Linked DNA regions of Zea mays: region 2 is linked to region 1. A link is a contact called in public Hi-C data. All regions are on one chromosome and are shown on one strand. Each heading gives the region's core, a stretch centred on a gene start, on an enhancer-like site or on the middle of the called end of the contact. The rest is flanking DNA. Distances are from core to core; before and after follow the strand shown. Region 1 holds the start of LOC100274476 (Patatin-like protein 6). Region 2 has its middle 7.9 kb from the start of MIR160b.

Region 1 (2,773 bases), core at 56-2,555:
TAAAATATATTAGAAATTACAGTTGGAGAGATCTGTAGGGAAAATTGTTGGAGAGAGCCACAAATGATTGTTTCTAGTCCTAGTTAGCTACAATAGAAGAATCCTAATTTTTCTTTAGAGTGTGCTTACCGTAGAAACCACACCACCTTGTTTTGTGTATTCCTAGTAATATGTTGACTTACTCATCTTCTTGTTAGATGCAGGGGTGTTTGGTTCTACCAAACTAAAATTTAGTCCATGTTACATCGAATATTTAAAAGACAATTACGAGTACTGAGTATAGTCTAATTATAAAGATGATTACATATATTAAGACTAACCAACGAGATGATTTATTAAGTCTAATTAAGCATATATTTAATACACGTAATTGATATTCAAACATTCAATGTGGCACGAACTAAACTTTAGTCTGGAAACCCAAACGCTTATTCCCCTTAAGACTTGTTTTGTTGCATGGAGATTAGTGGGGATCTAGGGCAATATAACCATTTGCTCAAAAAGGGATTATGTTGCGACTGGATCCCCTCTAACCTACATGCAACCAAACAAGCCATTAGGTTAGAAGGGATTGGGGAAAATGAACTATTTTCTCCTTAATCCCCGTTAACACCCTTCAACCCTCTTCTAACTAAACAAACCTTTATGTTCTTGGTTTATTAGGAATGTAGTGCTTGTCCTAGTTCTTTGCACTAGGCTGAGGATCGTAGCTGAACCATGTTGTTTTATTGATGTTGGTGTTGTAATTCTCTTCTTTCCCGCCGTTACTTATGTAATTAGTTCATGTTTTTTTGGAAAAATGAAAATACTTTGAAAAAAAAAAGAGATTTGCAAACTAGCCCTTGGATGGAAACTATTGTCCTCCACTTTTTTCGCTTTTCCGATGACCTTAGAAAAAATATGGTTGAAAAACATCATTTATTTTAGAATCTATATTTATCTACAGTGCCATATAACATCAAAATAATGTTTCATATGTTCATTTATTTGTACGTGTAACTAAGCTCTAATTTAGGAGAACCAAGATGGCCCACCTGCCGCCCTGGTAAGACCGGGCGAGGTAAAAGGGGAGAGCCGGAGAGGCGAGGAAAGGTCCGTAAAGAAACCAAGCGCGCCACAAAACCGAAGCATTGAGTGGTGAAGCGAGGACAGAAAAGGACACGCGGCTCAGCAGCGTCAATGGGCACGAGCGCGTGCTACCATGCGCCGTGGCGGGAAGCTAGAGTGCGCGGCTCCAGTATAAATTCTGCCGGGAAGACGGTGCCGCACACTCACCTCAGCCTCACCTGCCTTCCCAATCAATCGCATTCTCCGTCCGCGACCCAATCCAGGTGCCGACAGACCAGATACCAGAGCAAACAAGAAGCCGTCTCACTCCACGTCGCAAGGGAAATGGCCACCGCCTCGCTCGCACTGCTCGATCAGACGCTGCTGCCGTCCCCTCTGGCGTACAACGGCGGCTCCGACCGCCTCAGCCAGGAGATCTTCTCCATCCTCGAGTCCAACTTCCTATTCGGCGCGTCGCCGCTGGAGGGCGGCGCGTGCTCCGCGGGCCGCGTCCGCGTGCTGTCCATCGACGGGGGTGCCGACGGCGGCGCGCTGGCCGCCGCAGCGCTGGTACGGCTCGAGCGCCGCCTGCAGGAGCTCTCCGGCAACCCCGCCGCGCGCGTCGCGGACTTCTTCGACCTGGCGGCCGGCTCCGGCGCGGGCGGGTTCCTCGCGGCGGCGTTGTTCGCGTGCCGGATGCCCGCCGAGGCGGCGCGCGACGTCGTGGCCAAGAACCGGAAGGTCCTGTCCGGGCGTGGCGGGGGCCTGATGTCGTTCCGGCGCCCCGAGGCCGCGTTCCGGAAGGTGTTCGGTGACCTGACGGTGCGCGACGCCGCCAAGCCGCTGCTGATCCCGTGCTACGACATGGCCACCGCGGCGCCGTTCGTGTTCTCCCGCGCCGATGCCGTGGAGGCCGACGCGTTCGACTTCCCGCTGTGGCAGGTGTGCGCGGCGGCTTGCGGCGTGGGCCCCGCGGAGGTGGCGTCCCTGGACGGGCGCACCAGGCTGCGCGCCGCGTCGGGGGCGGGGGCAGGCGGGGGCGGCGCGTCGGCCGCCGTGGCCAACCCGACCGCCGTGGCGCTGACGCACGTGCTGCACAACAAGCGCGAGTTCCCCTTCGCCGCCGGCGCGGGAGATCTCGTGGTGCTGTCCCTCGGCGGGCGCGCCGCAGCCTCGCTGGGCCGGCTCTCGTCCTCCAGCCTCCTGCGCATCGCCGGAGCCTGCCAGGCCGACATGGTGAGCCTGCCTAGATGACCGTTTCTATCTCGAAAAGGGCGGCGGCGGCCGCCGCCGCCGCAGCAGCTGGAACGAAATGGAATGGACAAGACTGACACTGACACTGACAGTGCGCGCGGATTGTTTTGTTTTGCAGGTTGACCAGGCCGTGTCGATGGTGTTCGGGGAGAGCAGAGCGACCAACTACGTCCGCATCCAGGGCAACGGCATTGCGCCCGGCGAGACGGCGGAGGCGGCGCTGGCGGAGCGGGGCGTGGAGTCGGTGCTGTTCAGGGGAAAGAAGCTGATGGCGCAGACCAACGGCGAGCGGCTGGACGGCGTGGCGGAGCAGCTGGTCCGGGAGCACCACCGCCGACTGGAGAGCAAGACCCCCGTGGTGCTGGTGAAGCCCTCCGCCACGCCGCGGACGTCTTCGTCGTCGGCGTCCACGCTCATCACCGTGTCCACCAACTCGTCGTCGGAGTCGCCCTGAGACCGAGACGACGAGCGA
Region 2 (3,070 bases), core at 262-2,761, 150 kb after region 1:
TGAGGGCCGATTTGATAAGCTTAGATATGTTTTCCCCAGCGGAGTCGCCAAAAAGTATGTTGACACCTTTTTGGAGGCGCCAATTACTCAAGAGAACCAGCGGTGGTGCTCTCTGCACAGGGGCGGACGGTCCGCGCGCGGGGGCCGGACGGTCCGCGGCCTGGTGCGAGGCGGTGGTGCTTTCTGGTCAGGCGCGGACGGTCCGCGGCACAGGGCCGGACGGTCCGCGACCTGGTGCAGGAGCCCGAGTTCCCTGCCTGACGGCCGGACGGTCCGCGCCCTAGGGCCGGACGGTCCGCGCGTGCGCAGGGGCGGCGGAAGACCGCCGACGGCGCCTGGATCTCGCTCCTGGGAGGGACCCCGTCGGGGAGGAGAGATCCTAGGTGGTGTCTAGGCTCGGGCCGGCCGACCTAGACTCCTCTAATCGACGTAGAGTCGAAGAGAGACGAAGAATTGGGGATTGGAAGGCTAAACCTAAACTAGACTAGAACTACTCCTAGGATAAAATGCGAAATAGAAGTTGTATTGATTCGATTGTTGATGATTACAAATCGGCCGTAGACCTCTCTATTTATAGAGGAGGGGGGCTGGACCCTTTACACAACTGATTCCGAGCTAATCCCGCGAATATAGCTAACAACCGTAGCACAAAACTCGGAACCCTAATCTGTTCTGCGCACGCGCGGACCGTCCGGCCCACAGGCGCGGACCGTCCGGACCGCGGACCGTCCGGCCTCAGGGCCGGACAGTCCGCCGCTCAATTCTGGTTCGAACAGGGTGGCAATCTAGACTTTGGATTGATTGTTCCTGACTTGGGTTTAGGATTTTTTTCCCTTTCCTTCTTATCTGGCTGTATACGTTTTGCATAAGCCAGAATTGTATACCAAGGTTTTGTATCCTTTTGATGTAATGTACTTGGTGTTTTTATAAAAACATCTTTTATCGAAGAAAATTACCCATTATGTTACTAATATAAATATCCATTACGTTGCAAATATAAATATGTGAACCAAACAATACCCTTGTTTTAGTCGTTACTAACAATGTCTGTATCTTCTAAACAAACTGTCATTATCTGTACAATCTCTTCTCTTACTTTTCCTTCAGCATCTGTACATATAAACTGCAGATGCAGTCAGTCATGCGCAGCATCCTGGAGCAGCTCTACCTGTAATAACTTGTTGATGCGCAACGGGGGGCATACAGCGTCCTAAACACGTTGAGTTCTGCAGTGCTGTTGTGTACTTTGCCCGGTGGCCGGAGGTTCTGTGTGTCTTGTGATCAGAGTTTCAGTTGGCCTGGCCGGCCTGCTCCCGCCCCCGCACAACGGCACAAGCGTGCAGGCCCGGATCAATCGAAGAGGTGCAGTGAAGTTAGGTCAGCACAGAGGCCAGCGGGCCGGCTGCTGGTGTCTCGCCGGCGGCCGACACGCGCGCAGGCGCAGGCCTTGGATCGGCCAGGCAGGGACGTAGCATCATGATGCATGGCCGGCGCTGCGAGCTGCATGGCTGGGTTGGCCACAGCCACGGGCCGCGCGGGGCGGCAGCCAGTGTCCTCGCCTGCCTCAGCACTCGCCGTCACCGCCACTATGCCCGGCGCCCGCCCGGCCTGCACGCCGTACGTGGAGCCGGAGATGCCTTCTTCTTGGAAGAACGATTCGCGTGCCGGCATGATCGGTCCATCTCGCTCACAGTCACAGCGCAGCGGCCGGGCGGGCCGGGGGCCACATGCGTGCATTGCATTGCCTGGTAGCTGGCCGGTGTGCTAGCTGTGGCTGTCTGCCGCATGACAGCATGAGTGACAGGGTGTGATCTGACCTTGCCCTGCCCTGCCCTGGGGCTCAACCGCAGAATTCATTGTTTTTTTATATATTTAACAAACTTTAAAAATATTTAAGTTTTAAAAAAAATGAGAATTCATTTTTTTTAAAAAAAAATTAAAAGGGTACCTATCTATTTTATTTAATAAACAAATAGCATTTATCAGCCTTATTTTGCCCCTACGTATGAAAGCCGATGGAATATAGCACCGAGGCATGCAATGATTCTAGTGACTGCCTGCTAGCGCACGGGTCATAGGCTTGTTCCGAATCACAAGTCTCGCTTTATCCTTTGTGTCAAACAATACAGTGTGTACAGTGGCCTAGAAAGACGAATGTATATGTGCATGCATGATGCGCGTTGGTCCAACCGATGCTCAACTTTTATGTTTGACTAGTTCTTGTTCTTGACGTGCGTTTTATATTATTGTATATCTCTATATAAATATGTAGAGAGAGATAAAAAAAGGTCCCTGTTCTTTGTCCTTGGCGTTGTCCGGAAACGTAACGCTCACAGATTGTTCCCTCAAGTGTTATTTAACAGTAGCCACACCTGCATGCAAGAATGATAGCTGAGATCAGGGTTTGATCTTCTCGGGTGGTCTATGACAGGGGCAGCCATATATATATGCATCTCTATAGGAACAGATGGCAGGAATCACGGGTGAGTTGATGATTACGCCCATTTCCAGTTGTTGGGTTTGGCGATAATGATATTGTGTTGCGTATGTGTAGGCGTTTGGAGATGGCTTTGCCAGCAATGGTCGCTGCAAAATAGGTCGAGTTGCAAACAGTACATTTTTGGTAGCATGAGTCCACATATACTAGGATGCCTAGACAAAAGATATGAGGATAATGTTTTCCAAATAAGGCATAAATTATATACATGTAGCCGTGTATCGAAGGCGTAACCTTGAACGTCGAATGTCTTTTCTGCTGTGTATGACAAATAGGTTACTTTAAAGTTAAACGAAATTTTGCACTAGTTGAAGTAAGGAATTAGAATAGATTATATAACATGAAAATGTAGAATGGATTAGATCATACATTTTCACTTGTCATAGTCGTTTTTTTCATGTTTGAATTTTAAGGACCTGTGTCTAGCCCCGATTCAAAAAAAAAAGATTGTTAAAAATAATGAAGTTGAGAAGTGAGGAAGTTGTCATTTTATGTGTCTCAATTTAGTACGTTTTCGGTGTTGATTCAAAAGACTGAAGGTCTTGATCTTCAATCTCAACATTGTCCTGTTGT

What was found. Hi-C and Micro-C count contacts between places; a contact is called where the count stands out from the background.
Region 2: a Hi-C map of ear shows a contact between it and region 1, with 4 times the contacts expected there. The contact joins the enhancer-like site here to the promoter of LOC100274476 in region 1. A contact is called at or near these places in 4 of 25 Hi-C or Micro-C datasets (ear, endosperm, leaf and 1 more).

What each region holds. Positions count from the first base shown.
Region 1 is chr5:44,364,140-44,366,912 of Zm-B73-REFERENCE-NAM-5.0, forward strand. LOC100274476 (Patatin-like protein 6) reads left to right here and starts at 1,306. Exons shown (of 2, transcript NM_001148835.1): 1 at 1,306-2,283; 2 at 2,420-2,773. The coding sequence starts at 1,393. The coding sequence ends at 2,755.
Region 2 is chr5:44,511,325-44,514,394 of Zm-B73-REFERENCE-NAM-5.0, forward strand. No RefSeq gene overlaps it. Among protein-coding and RNA genes, the nearest start is that of MIR160b, 7.9 kb to the right of the region's middle. Within about 2 kb of position 1,512, at least 12 of the 20 cell types and tissues checked have an H3K27ac peak or open chromatin away from gene starts, as enhancers often do. A contact at or near this core is called in ear and tassel, where this site is marked.